2 separate regions of the Mus musculus genome follow, and region 1 is linked to region 2. The links are chromatin contacts, called in public Hi-C maps. All regions are on one chromosome and are shown on one strand. Each heading gives the region's core, a stretch centred on a gene start, on an enhancer-like site or on the middle of the called end of the contact. The rest is flanking DNA. Distances are from core to core; before and after follow the strand shown. Region 1 overlaps Tspan9 (tetraspanin 9). Region 2 overlaps Cracr2a (calcium release activated channel regulator 2A).

Evidence for each region. Hi-C and Micro-C count contacts between places; a contact is called where the count stands out from the background.
Region 1: a Hi-C map of cerebellum shows a contact between it and region 2, with 1.9 times the contacts expected there. The contact joins two enhancer-like sites. A contact is called at or near these places in 1 of 484 Hi-C or Micro-C datasets (cerebellum), 1 of 115 datasets of contacts at active chromatin or transcription factors (memory CD8 T cells) and 1 of 9 other capture datasets (embryonic stem cells).

The regions. Positions count from the first base shown.
Region 1 is chr6:128,018,220-128,022,334 of GRCm38.p6, reverse strand. The region is part of intron 1 of Tspan9 (tetraspanin 9); the gene reads left to right. Among named protein-coding and RNA genes, the nearest start is that of Tspan9, 15 kb to the left of the region's middle. Within about 2 kb of position 1,449, at least 38 of the 459 cell types and tissues checked have an H3K27ac peak or open chromatin away from gene starts, as enhancers often do. A contact at or near this core is called in cerebellum, where this site is marked.
Region 2 is chr6:127,624,922-127,629,118 of GRCm38.p6, reverse strand. It overlaps Cracr2a (calcium release activated channel regulator 2A), which reads right to left. Exons shown (of 19, transcript NM_001368877.1): 7 at 3,194-3,284. Among named protein-coding and RNA genes, the nearest start is that of Cracr2a, 66 kb to the right of the region's middle. Within about 2 kb of position 1,543, at least 14 of the 459 cell types and tissues checked have an H3K27ac peak or open chromatin away from gene starts, as enhancers often do. A contact at or near this core is called in cerebellum, where this site is marked.

The DNA of each region.
Region 1 (4,115 bases), core at 200-2,699, 390 kb before region 2:
AGGCACTCGGGTGAGGGGACTGTGGGTGGGCAGGAACAGTGGGATTTGTGGCACCATGGGATAGGTAGAAAAATCAGGCCAGTGAGGAAGCCAGAGGAGGGTGAAAGCGGAGGTCGGGACGTTCTGTGTGTACAAGGATGCTCAGAGTCAGGGGTTGGCTGGTTGGAGAAGACCCTTTCAGATAAAGATGACACTTGGGGTTGGCTCTGTTGCTGGGGTGTGAAGGGGACAGGACAGCATGGTGACTGTCTGGGTGCTGGACAGGCAGGCCTGTTGTCAGAGGGCTTCTCGGGGGGTGCGCAGTGGTGGGCCTCGAGGCTCTAGTGCCTTTGGCTTGCCATAGGAGGCCAGGTGCATCCCGGAGCCCAGCTCTGCCCACTTTTTCTCCAGGGAAGCAGTTCGTGCTTGTGGCAGAAGCCCATCGGACCCAAATCAGAGTGACAGCTTGTCAAGCTGATGAGCCCGAGCTCCACAGCAGCTCTGTGATGTCCAAGCCATTTAGGACACCCTGCCTGACTGGTCCCTGCTGCCTGGAGGGAGGCCTGTGTATAGCTAGGAGGGTGGGGGAGGAAGGTAGATAGATGCCTTAGGAGAGGAGCATAGCACACAAGGTGTTCCGTTTGTTACCATTTATGGCAGGCATGAGAGACACTCACCCTCCTCTCCCCTCCCTTCTCCTCTCCCTCCCTCCCTTTCCTCCTCAGCCTACCCCCTCCGGCCCCCTGAGCCCCCCTTCCTCTCCCGGTCTCAGCCTCCTGCCGAGAGGAGGGGGGGGGGTCTATGTGAAAAGTGCATGTTTCCCAGAAGGTTGTGGAGGGTCTGAATCAGAGCTGTGGGAGGAATATTGACAAGATTCTCAGCCTTGCTGATTCCTTTTCTCCTCTCCTAAATGGCAACAGCGCTCAACCTGTTGGGGTGGGTGGGGCAGGGTGGGACTGGGCACCCGGCCAGCAGCCTGGGAGGTTTTGGTCCCCAGCCACTAACCAGTTGTTCCCTCCCCTCTGCTAGAAGAGAAGGGACTGTCTACAACATGCAGCCAGGTAACTTGTGGGGAGGAGCCAGGGATTGAGCCAGACACCTGTTTTCTTGTCCTCAGTATGTTGCCAGCTAGCGGTCTGACCCAAGGTGAGCCGCTATCTGGGCCTCAGTTTCCTGGAGTGGAAAGGACTAGATTTGGCCACTCAAGGGTAGGGTCCTTGCCTCAGGCTCTCATGTTCTGGACTTTTTATGCCCTTGGTTCTTATTTCACAGCAGCCTCAGCTGGGTCATGGACCGGGGTAGTAGTAGGTCCTTCATCCCTCACATGTGGTAGAGCTGGAGCCCAGGGCAAGGGGACAGGCTGCTAGGCAGGTCCGTGACATGACGTGTGCACAGGATAACCCACTGCCTGAGTGCTGAGAAGCTGACCCAGATTCTTGCTATGCCAGGAGCTCACAGTGCAGGAGAACAGCTGCTCTGGTGCTGGCCTGGGTCAGAGACAGGAGCTCCTAGGCTCCAGCTAGACGCATCCCCCAGGGCTTAGCAGAGAAAGAGAGAGAGAGAGAGAGAGAGAGAGAGAGAGAGAGAGAGAGAGAGAGAGAGTCCCTCTACCCCAGTTTCCCACACCAGAGTGGGAAGGAAAGGAAATTTGTCTGTAAGAAATGGGGACTCCACCTCACCACCGTGAGTGGGTTTTGCCCTGCCCCCATGCCTGGGAGGGCTGTCACACCAATGGAGCAGCTAATGAGGGGGCGGGCTGCTTTATTAAGCACCCTTACTAGGAGAGCCGCTCTTGTTTGACACGGGAACTGTGGCGGCTCCCTTCCTATTGTTAGAAGCCGTAATTGCAATTGTTCTAATTCCTCCCTCTAGCCGTCATCATTAGGAAGGGTTTTCTCTTCCTTCCCACTTTTCTCAAATCCCTAAATTATAAGTGTCTGCTTTTCGTCCCTTGCACTGCCTGGCCTTCACCGGCCCTGCCTGCCCAATGGCTTCCTAGCCTAGCCTTCTCTTCCCTCCTCTTCTATAATGAAAGGGCTTGTGCTCTCTCTCTCAGCTGCTACTCAGTTTCCCCAACAAACAAAACCCCCAGCAAACACATGGCTCAAAGCCAGGCCTGTTCCATATGTGTGTGGCACAGCATGCAGATGGAGGTCAGAAGACAGCTTGCAAGAGTTTCCCCTCCCCGCCTCCCCAGTGTGGATTCTAGGGATTGGACTCAGGTCATCAGCCTTGGTAGCAAGTGACTTCACCCGCTGACCCTTCTTGCAGGTTTGCAAAGGTTGCTTCTTGTCTGTCTTAATCTCTCGGTGGAAGGAGAGATCCCGTCACAACAGCTCATCACCATTCCGGCCTCTCTTGACTTTTTCATAAGGAACATGGCGTGTGCCTTAAGCAGAGGTGGGATCACAGGGTTCCCCTCCATCTTCGCCTTTGCTTCCCAGGGAGGATCTGTGACTTCAGTCTCTTGTGTGTAAGATGAAACCCAAACCTTAGTCCTTGCCTGCCCAACCTGGGAGAACTGTGGGAAGTTATATTGGAGTGATGTTCCTGAAGGTTCTTTGAACTCCACAAAGGACTTTGCTAATTAACTAAGGATTGTGATTTTGTGGTCTGGCCTCCCATGTCATGTCTGGCCTCACTTCTGAGGTGGGCACAGAGCTGACAGAGTTTGTTCCATGGGGCATTTCTCTACACAGCTATCAGTGAAAGCCTGTGATCGGCCGAGTTATGAGTGTGACCCCTGTTGTTACTGTGTTCAGAGCTTGGCTGCTTGTCACTCAAAGGCCGGCCTTTGAGGCTGATTGATAAGGAGGCCTTCCAGTTTGTTTCAGGTGCTGTGATAAGAGTCTGACCAGAATCATCTTGGGAATTTATTTGGCTTACGGTTCCAGGTCTCTGTCCATTGTCGAGGGAAGTCAGGTCAGGAATGAAACAGAGACCGTGTTACTTACTGGCTTATGATCGGCCAGCTTTCTTACACAGCCCCGCCCACCTCTCTAGGGATGGCGCCGCCCACAGTGGGCTGGACCCTTCCACATCAATCATCAATTAAGACAACCTCTCACAGACATGGTCAAAGGCCAGTCTGTTCTGGGCAATCCCTCCCTTGAGGCTCCCTTTTCCCAGGTGACTCTAGATTGTGTCAGGCTGGCAATAAAAAAAACAATCAGCATAAAAGGAATCTGGTTTATTTAAGGACTGACATCTTGGGAGATGGTGGGGCTATGACCTCATTGGTCCATCTCTGAGGTCTCAGGGTACCGAGCACCAAGATAAACCAGCTGCATTCAGAGCAAGGTATCAACCATATAGGGTGTGTGTTCCTTTATTTTTATTTTGTTGGAACATCATAATTTACCTTGACCTCCTACAGCAGGTCTCATATTTTCTGAAAACAGATATATTACTTTTCTGCAAATTCGAGCCTCGCGGCCGTTTGCATGTTTTGTGTTGGTTGATAAACAGAACTGCAGACTAAGGGAAAGCATTACAAAGGCCACCAGATGTTCCAGGTTCCGTAAATCTAAAGAGAGATTGTGTAGCAGTTAGCAACTTAATCAGGTGAGAATTCACTTTAGAATTTCAGAAGCAAAGCAAAAGGGAGCCAAGTGAAAAGGGAGTTTGTCCTCCTGGTCACGCCCGTCAAAGGGTCAGCCACCATTAAAGTGTGTTTGTGGGAGCCATAGTGTTTGATACCTCTGGGAGTCTCTTCCTTGCCCATCACTTCCAGCTTCCCTAAGTACCGTCTTCTCTCTGAGGGGAGAGTGTGAGCCACAGAGGTGCAGAGCCTCCTTGCCTGGTTGATGTACACAGGCATGTTCCTCCTGGCTGAGGCTTTACTAGACAGCCATGGGGGAAGCCCTGTGTGTTTCCAGGGCCTGGTCTCCATTCCTTCCTAGACAGGGAAGTGACTTCAGTCAGTGGCCAGGGCCTTTCTGCCCCAACTGCAGCCCTAGGGCTGATCATCCAACCCTGATGTCTGGTGCTTTGATTGACAGGCGCTGGAGCAAATTTGCTAGCTTAGGTTTATCTGCCCTGAGGGGGATACTGGAGCCAGGCACGTTTCTGCTTTAACCATGTGATGTGGCAGTAGGTTCTGTAAGCTGAATTCGTTGGGATTCTCACTTGCCCCT
Region 2 (4,197 bases), core at 294-2,793:
GCTCTAGTGTCACAGATATAGTGCAGGGTTTCAGAGACCCACCATTCTCAGCAGAGCCGGGCAGAGTGAAAGACCTCTAGGCTTTGCATCAGGAAACTTGGGTTTGAGTCCCTGCACTGTGCATTTAAGTTGTTTCACTTCATTCTGGATTTCTATGGAATAGAAGCCAATAGCCTTTTGCTTCTGCTCTTTGCAGCACTCCACTGTGGCAAGGTAGGGATGAGCTATTGAATATACTGGAAAAACAACACATCAGGAGCTACTGGCAGCTCTGGAATGGCCAATGGTAGAGAGATGTGCATGAGAGGGGACCAGCTATGAGATGCTGTACCGGGCAACTATGAGGGTCTTGGTTACCATGTCTGGCAGAACAGTTGCTCCAAGCTCCAGCCTTGGGCCACCTTTACTCAAAGGCACACGCCTCTTCTAGTGATGCTACTGGCTCCTCTGGTCATGTCCAGATGATAGAGCAGAGGTGACACAGGAAGGCTTGTGCCCATCGACACTTGGACTCTGTGCAATGGCCCACATGGGGTCTACTCAGACAGTCTCTGCCCTCACCTTTGTTTGAAGGGAATCAGCTGCAAGAGACCTACTTAGTTCATTCAGCCACTGTGCATGGGGCAAGTCCCTCATGCATGAAAAAGGCTGGAACAGCAAGTGGTTTCTGAATCCCGTACAGGTGTCATGGAGTATGCTCTTAACCCTATCAGGACAACATTGAAGGGCATCCCCCAACCTGGAGTGGTGGGTTGCAAATGAGAGCATATTTTTCTCATGGTCAAATGTACTGATATAGGTACAGCCAGCATCCAAAGGGTGGTCAGAGGATCTGGCCTTTTCTATGATGTCACAGATGGTATCCTCCTTATCCAAACTCTGGGACCAATGAATTCTACATCTAAAGGCTTACTGGTGCTGCCAAAGTCATCCTTGGAGTCTTCATGTTCACAGCGGAAGCTCTAGTGTGAGCACTGAGCTCTCTGAGCTGGATATGTAGAACTGAGAAAGGAGAGGGCATGAGGAGACATAGACGCAGAGCCAAGCCATCTGAAATGATGCTAACTGGCCCTTAATTCCTTTTCACACAACCTCTGCTCACTCCCAGACCCCATGCCTGTACCCATCGTTTGTTGTTGGAAGCATACCTTAGTTACAGGCATGACCTGGGCGGAGGGGACAACATGCGCCCTGAGCTTGTCTCCTCTGCAGTCTGTCACAGGTTTGAGGGAGGTGACTTTTCTATAGTAGGTTGTAGAACTGCTGTTGCTGGAAGCTAATTTACACCCGCTGATGGGTGTGTGTGTGGCTTCCATTTGCCACATACACATCCAGTTTCCCTGAACACTGAGAGCGCCAGAATGGTTTAAGGCACTGAAGGACAATGGGGGTGGTCTGGAATAGTTGGCAAGCCTCCAGGGAGGGCTCCGGCCAGATATTTCTGGAAGGCATTCAGATTTCCCTGCAGCATGAATGGTGTCTGTGACGTTAAGTGGAGCAGCGATGCGGATAATCCAAAGCAGCCGAAAATTGAAATCTGGATCAAGGGGAAGAGCCTGAGACAATAGCCTGGGCTTAGCATCGAGAGGCAGCAGCCAAGACCAGCAACCTCCTGCTAAAAGCTCACAGAGTAGGGCAGACAGTAGAAGGGAGAACAGTTTCCCGAATCCTTTTTAAAAGTGGGATATACCAAAACACATCTTGCTCAGCTTGGGTTTGGTAAAGGAGAGGCTCCTCGCCAGTCCCCACCTCCTAAAACAACAACAAGGGCTGGAAAGACAAAGGCTCAGAGGTCTGGTTACTGGGGTTCACTATGAATGGGGGTGCACCAGAACAGGGATACATTGGGAACAGGGGCACAGTATAGGAACACACCCAGGGTATACTAGGAAAGGGTGCTCTGGGAATAGAAACATGCTGAGATCAGGGGTGTGTTGGGAACAGGGATGCACTAGGAACCAGGGTGCTCTAGAAGCAGGAGTATACCAGGGACATGGCTGCAACAGAGCAGAGGTACACTGGGAACAGGGATATACCAGCGACAGGCATACACTAGGTTCAGGGGTACACAAAGAATAGGGGCACACCAGGAACAGAGGATGCAAGCTTCACATCTTCTCTCATGGTGCTGAGGATGGTGGGCACTGGGTTCCCTTGGTGATTGTGTTTTCCAGTTTTTAAGAGGAAAGGGTAAGAAGCCTCATCTCTAATCACTGCCTCCTTTGGGGCTGCTATTTAGGGAATAAGATGGGCTGGTAGGTTTTGATGGAACTGCTAGGTAGGTACAGATGTCAGCTGAGTGATGTCAGCTGAGTGATGTCAGCTGAGTGACGGCCAATGTCTAGGTTGCTTTAGCTGCAGAGGTATGCTCTGTAACTCATCCATCACACATTTCCTTCCTTCCTTGCTTGCTTCTTTCCCTTTTTCTTCTTCCCATTTTCTTCTTCTTCTTCTTCTTCTTCTTCTTCTTCTTCTTCTTCTTCTTCTTCTTCTTCTTCTTCTTCTTCTTCTCCTTCTTCTTCTTCTTCTTCTTCTTCTTCTTCTTCTTCTTCTTCTTCTTCTTCTTCTTCTTCTTCTTCTTCTTTTCTCTCTCTCTCTCTCCCCCTCCCTCTCCTTTCTTCTCCTTCTCTCCAATCCATCCAACAAAATCCATACATTTATCTTTCTTCAGCTATCTATCCATCTATCCATCCATCCATCCATCCATCCATCCATTCCATCTATCCACCCATCCATCCAGTCATCTATCCATCCATTCCATCCATCAGTCCCATCCATCCATTTACCCTCTCTCCTTCCTGGCTCCCTCCCTCCTTTTCTCCCCTTTTTCCTCCATTCCCTCCTGTCAGTCCATCCATGCACACCTCCATGCATTCACATGCTCACTCACACATTGATTGAGCAAACACCCACGGGGCATCTCCTATAGCCCAGACATGCTCAGGTAACCGAGGCAGAATTAGTAAGCAAATAAACTTACATGCTAGGAGGAAGAAACAGACAATATGGAATAAAAGTAAATATGTATTCTACATACTTTGCTTGGAGGTGGTAAATGCCTGAACATTAAAGCAGAAAAAGAAAAGGTCACAAGAAGGAGCTAGGATCCTTCTTACTAGGGAAAGGTACTCAGAGTAGGCAGGTCTACCAGTTAGCCGTCCCCTAGCACGCGGCATAGGAGTGAAACACTCACTTTCAGGAGGAACTGCTCCCTCTCACTTTTGATCTGCTGCTCCATCTCCTCATAGAGATGCTGGATTTCTTCATCGTAAGCAGCAATTTTCCTGGAGGGACAAATGAAGAAGCTGACAGGGTTTCCCCAAGATCCACTTATCCCACAGCCATAGTTCCTGGAGCTGAGACCCTGGGGCCATGAACAGTTGAGGGACTGTGTAAGTCAGGCCAGCCAAGGCTCAGTCCTTCAAGGCTGACTAACCAGGCAAGGCTGCTGTTCACAGAGGCCAGCTACATAGACTGTGGTTGCTAAAAGGCATCGTGAGCCTGCTGTCTTCCAGATCAGTGCCAGACCACCAGGGCACTTCCCAATACAGATACACCCCACATTTCTTCCTTGACTCTGCTTTACTCTGAGCCCTGGTCTCCTGCACTTTCAATCCCTACGCTGATACCTCTGCAGGTAGACAGTCTGAAACTGCACCCGGTAGGGATCCTTCCTGCTCAGCACCTCAGTGAATCCCATTCCAGTTTGGGGGCCTTCTCTACTTTTCTACACCAAGCCTGACACTGTACCACCAGAGGGCGCTAGTGCAATTGTGAGCTTAAGTCCACACTGTTCCCAAAGATTTCCTGAGGATGAAGGTCTATGCAAAGGAAGGGGTCTCATGCCATCCCGGGCACAGGGCCAGAGATGCACAGCAGGAGGCTGGTGGTGCTGGTTAATGGCTGGGGATGACACTGAGGTGACCTATTCCTGCTCCATCTCTCAGCAACCTCTCCGCAGCATGAGAGCCCATAGGGCATGAAGTGAGTAGGGGGATAAGCACATGCCACTATACCTGGATGTTTCTCCTCCCTCCCTCCGTTCCTCTCCCTCTTCCTCTCTCCCTCTCCCTCTCTCTCTCCTTTTCCCTCTTCCTCTCCCTCTCTTTCTTATGTGGTTTCTGAGAATGGAACTACTCAGGTCCTGGTGTTTTTAAGGCAAGCTCTTCCCCAACAGAGCTACCTTCCAGGCCATGG